Linked DNA regions of Mus musculus: region 2 is linked to region 1. A link is a contact called in public HiChIP or PLAC-seq data. All regions are on one chromosome and are shown on one strand. Each heading gives the region's core, a stretch centred on a gene start, on an enhancer-like site or on the middle of the called end of the contact. The rest is flanking DNA. Distances are from core to core; before and after follow the strand shown.

The links. HiChIP or PLAC-seq counts read pairs in DNA pulled down with a chosen protein or histone mark.
Region 2: a contact with region 1 is called in a CTCF HiChIP or PLAC-seq map of the NIH/3T3 cell line, with 9 read pairs. The contact joins two enhancer-like sites. A contact is called at or near these places in 2 of 39 promoter capture datasets (both in embryonic stem cells), 1 of 15 datasets of contacts at CTCF or cohesin (the NIH/3T3 cell line), 2 of 484 Hi-C or Micro-C datasets (embryonic stem cells and liver), 4 of 115 datasets of contacts at active chromatin or transcription factors (embryonic basal ganglia, embryonic stem cells and pancreatic cancer cells) and 3 of 9 other capture datasets (adipose tissue, embryonic stem cells and liver).

The regions. Positions count from the first base shown.
Region 1 is chr3:122,364,231-122,366,815 of GRCm38.p6, reverse strand. No RefSeq gene overlaps it. Among named protein-coding and RNA genes, the nearest start is that of Gm4610, 26 kb to the left of the region's middle. Within about 2 kb of position 1,290, at least 103 of the 459 cell types and tissues checked have an H3K27ac peak or open chromatin away from gene starts, as enhancers often do. A contact at or near this core is called in the NIH/3T3 cell line, where this site is marked.
Region 2 is chr3:122,486,941-122,489,525 of GRCm38.p6, reverse strand. All of the region lies in intron 3 of Bcar3 (breast cancer anti-estrogen resistance 3), which reads right to left. Among named protein-coding and RNA genes, the nearest start is that of Gm34349, 8.0 kb to the right of the region's middle. Within about 2 kb of position 1,310, at least 37 of the 459 cell types and tissues checked have an H3K27ac peak or open chromatin away from gene starts, as enhancers often do. A contact at or near this core is called in the NIH/3T3 cell line, where this site is marked.

The DNA of each region.
Region 1 (2,585 bases), core at 41-2,540:
TTGCTGAAGACAACACCTATACTCCTCATTGAACATGAAGAGAGAGGTGGTGTCTACATAGAGCTTTCAACCCTATGTGCTAGCATCTTTGTTACAGGACAGCAACTCTGCAAACTACCAATGAAGAAACGTAAACACCAACCTAGCCATAGGCCCTTAGATCTACAATGGTGTCCTGCCTACAAGATATGTTAATGCTATCGTGACACAAAGCTTCAGAGAGTAACCAGCCAGGCTTTGAGTTGACTCAACCCACTCCAAGAGGTAGATTCCATATCTGACTCTGTTTGGGTGGCAAGGAACCTGAGACTAGGTAGCCCAGGAACCTAGAGTAAAACCAAACACTACTGTTCTACTGAAGAATATAGCAATAAACATAAAAATAAAGAATGACTCCTAATGACATCCTGCTATACTCATAGATCAGTGTCTTGCTCAGCCTCCTGCAGCAGATGGGGACAAATGCAGAGATCCATAGCCAGGCAATACTCAGAGAGTGAGAGACCTTGGAACTCTAAGCCTAAACAGGATGTCCCCATCAAATCCCTCCTCTCAGGGCTAGGGAACCCTATGGGAGGATGATAGAGAGAGGATAAGAGTGGGTCTCTATGTCTGTATTTTTTTGTTTTATTATGTGATAGTTTTATCTTATTATATTTCATTATTTTCCCTTATTAACCTGTTTGTTTTCTACTGAGAGACAAAAATGGTTGGATCTGGATGGGCAGAGAGGTGGGGAGGAACTGACGGGAGTAGAGGGAGGAGAAACCGTAATCAGGATACATTATGTGAGAAAAAAGTGTATTTTCAACAACAACAACAGCAACAACAAAAACATAATTAAGACACCAAACTACTTACTTAAAAAAAAAAGCCAAATATTTCCCTAAACCACATAAAAAGGAACCCACATATATGCAGGGAAATGGTGGGATTAGCTTGTGCACTATGCTAGCACAAATAAAAATATTCAGCAATGGTGACTGGAGGGCGGACAAGGAGATGGTAGTTAATGGACCCAGGGTTTTCTGTGTGCTTACTCAGCTCTGAGCCCTTCACAGTTAGGGATTTCAGCTCCGAGCCCTTCACAGTTAGGGATTTCAGCTCCAGGCCCTTCACAGTTAGGGATTTCAGCTCCCAGACCACCACAGTTAGGGATTCTGCTCACAGCAGGCTTATAGAAGGAAGGTTACTCAACTTTATGGCTGACAAAGCAGAGACACAGGCAGTTGAGTAATTGTCCAGACAGGCTGCGAATCCAAACCACTTCACCACGATCCCTGTTGTGTGAGAGGTGAGAGGAGGGAGAGAAAGGGGAGGAGCCCTGCTGGCTGCACTCAGGCTTCATGGCTGAGGCTGGAGCGCTGGATGATACAACTAAAAATAGAAACTGGATCAGACCAAGGATTCTTATATGCCATGATACAGTCTGAATCTTTTTTTCTACAGAATCTTCTGGAACTGGTCAGAATGCAAATTCCTGACCTTTTCCCTTCGTCCATAAATCAGAAAGTTTGGATTCTAAAAGGCTTCTCTGTAGGCCAGTGGTTCCCAGCCTTCCTAATGCTGTGACATTTAACACAATTCCTCACGTTGTGGTGACCCCAACCATAAAATATTTTGTTGCTACTTCATAACTGTAATTTTGCTACTGCTGTGAATTGTAATGTAAACAGCTGGCATGCAGGATATCTGCTAATCCCTTGAAAGGATTGTTCAACCCTTCCTTGGGGGGTTGTGACTCGAAGGTTGAGACCCTCTCCTCTTGACCCTTTTACACACTTAAGACTGAGAGCCGCTGCTGTCAGCTATATAGACACATTAGTATTTTGAAGTCAGGGAGACAGAGCTACAGGTGAATTTATTTTCCAGAAAGCAATGGACTGGAGAGGGCAAAGCCTTAACACAGATGCTCAATACAGAGTTTTCTGTGCTGTCCAGTGCTGGTGAGAGTCTCAACCAGGGAAATACCAGTATACTAGGCTAAGCAGTGTGTGCTTCCCCCTACACACACACACACACACACACACACACACACACACACACACACATACACTGCTTAGGAATTCACGTCTGTCTAGAACTTGAGAATGCAGGCTTCTGTGGCCACGGGCTTGTGCGGATGTTAACATGAGGTCACAGTGCATTAGGGCAAGCTTAATAGTGTCTTTGTGGCAGAGACAAGGAAATGTGGATGGAAGCAGACACTGAGAGATGTATAGAAAAGGAGTCATGTGCCAAAATAAAGCAGAATAAAACAAAAAGTCCACAAAAATGCCACTGGGGTCCTTTGTGTCGCCCAACAACTCTTGGGCATGGGGCCTGACCTGAAGTGTGATTGATATACCAGTGAAGTTTTGAGGTTTTGTTTTGCTTTTTTCTTTTTTAAATTGTGGTTGGGGGTTGTTTTGGTTTTGTGTCTGTGTCTGTGGTGTGTGTGTGTGTGTGTCTGTCTGTCTGTCTGTCTGTCTGTTTTACCTCCTTTTTTGTGTGTGTCTTATTTTTTAAAAGAAAAAGAACATAAAGCTGCTTGGGTAGGGAGGTGGGAGGACCCGTGAGGAGTTGGGGGAGGGAAAAACATCTTC
Region 2 (2,585 bases), core at 61-2,560, 120 kb before region 1:
TTTCTTCATATCTACCATAGGTACAGAGAGAAATGGTGGTGTAGCCATGTCCCAGTGTCCATATAGGCGCTCCTTCTAGGTGAGACTCCAACCCTCTTTGTTCCCAGTGCACTCTAGGTCTCGATGCAATGGGTAAGTGGGGCTGGAAGGGACCCATGAGCTCAGGGTAGGAGCTTGCAGATGGCTCCTCCAGTCCCTTAACGAGAAGCCAGGATTCGGAATAGTCATTCCTTTACGTAAAACCATCATTATAAAATACATGTATCTGTAGTAGAAACCAGAAAAGAAGTTCTTAGTCACAAAAATTAACATACTGATTATAGGTTTCATGAGCTAGACAGTAAGTCGGCACATTCTTGTGACCAGAGCCAGAGAGGAACAATAGCTCCTGGGGCTACGACAGTTGATGACTGAGATGCCACTGTGGCATCCAACCCTATGACACATTTCTTTCCTCTCAGTTAAAAGGTACTGGGTCATCCTCAGCCATGTGTTTAACCCTAGTGGCAGGGCCCGAGGCTCTGCCATGCCTGTCCTGGTGACCCCGTACCCAAGCCATGGCAGAGAAGCCCGTCCACTGTTCTAACGTTAGTCTTAGTTCTTAGAACTTCTGCTGAAAGTTCTAGGCTGATGTTCTTTTCCTGCATGCACGCGCGCGCGCACACACACACACACACACACACACACACACACACACACACACACGCCAACTTTGCAATCCAGCAAGTGCTGAATCTACAGGCAGTTTCTGAGAGTCCCAACCCTGCCCCTGATCCCCCTCTGGTTTCTCCAACAAAAAGAAGTCTTTGGCTGGACTCTAAGCTATGAAGTTGGTCAGGGAGCACAGGGACACAGTCTCTATCAGCCATGTCCTGATATTGAAGCCAGATCCCCACAGCTCTCAGATGCCAATGGAATGCACTTAAAGGGCTCTTTTCACAAAGAAGCTATGCTGGGCTTTTTAGTTTAGGGCCTGGAGGCATGAATGAGCAACAAACCCCAACCAGGAGGAGGGGCTGAGTCTCTTGGAAAGATTCTTCCATATGGCTTTTCCCACCTTTTGCTGACAGTGTGTCTGCACCCATACAAAGGCAGCTGGGCCACTGCCATTGCCAGGATTTGTCACTTATAACATAGGCCAAAGGAGCAGGTACAGGGAACATGGGTGGGACCTTCCCTCCACCACACTCTTCACAGGAGAAAGGCAGTTTCTAATGAAACCAAAGTGCCAAAGACCTGACACAGGGTGGATTCAACAAGCTCTAAATCTCCTCCCCCACCCCACCCCCCAGGGGGAGGGGCGGAGACAAAAGAATGTCAGTCCAAATGAAACACCCTAACACAGTTCAAGATCTTTTTGCTCTATGGTAGCCCTTAATGACTGCAGAGACAGCTCAATCCTAGCATGGAAGAATCAGCTCATGACAAGACCCCTGGGCTGGACTGAATCAAGCCTTTCTGGTCCATTCACCCACATACTTTCTGTATCCCAGCTTCTTGTTTGTGCTGTTTGCGTCAGGCAGCATTTCAATACATGGATGGAAGTTTCTCTTTCTCAGATTTCTCCAACACAGTCACAATCACACCGCCCTTCCCTAGGATGAGATGCTTGTCTGATGAGGAATTTCAGCTCTTTCTTCCCCCTCCTCCATCCTTTCCCCGCCCCCTTCCTCTCCCTCCCTTTCATACACACACACAGAGACAGACACACAGACAGACACACAGACAGACACATATCAATAATCAGAGACAGAAGGACCAGAAATAATGGGAACCCACTACCAACATACAAAATCAGGTCATTCATCCTTTTCTTTTCTTTTTTCTTTTTTTTTTAGAAATGGTTTTTCGAGACAGGGTTTCTCTGTGTAGCCCTGGCTGTCCTGGAACTCACTTTGTAGACCAGGCTGGCCTCGAACTCAGAAATCCGCCTGCCTTTGCCTCCCCAGTGCTGGGATCAAAGGCGTGCGCCACCACCGCCCGGCTTCATTCATTCTCTCTTAACCAAAGTCCTTCTGCAGCTTCCTAAGGGACATAGGGTGCAATTTGCTGCTGCCTGGCTCCCGGCTGTCTCCCTGCCCATACCTGGCTGTCATGTCTAGGTTTTGGTGGCTACCCCTTCCTCTACCCAGAATGTCATTTCCTCTTAGGATACCCTCTACTAACTCTTCTAAGCTAAGCCTGTCTCCCTAGGAAGTCCTCCACTGCTCAGACTATACCAGGCCTGCTCCTCTGGGGAGAGCCAAGGCATCTTTTACCAAATCACTGGCAAAAGAGGCTTCCTTCCAGCCTGTCAAGATACACCTGTCCAGCACAGCTCTCCAATGGACTGCAACCTTCCTCCGAGTAAGGACTGGGTCCTAAGTACCAGGGCCAGAGCAGCTGGCACAGGCAAGACACACAAGGTACCATGATCAATTACTGCTTAGCTGAACTAAGGACGCAAGCAGGATAAAAAGCCAGTGCGGAGATCTGCGGGCACTGAACTCCTAGCAGAGCAGCTCAGGGCTGGAGCTGCTCATGTTCATGGCCGTTTCCTGCCCTGTTATGAACTGAGCCTCTCTCTCTCTCTGTGAGCGTTCTGC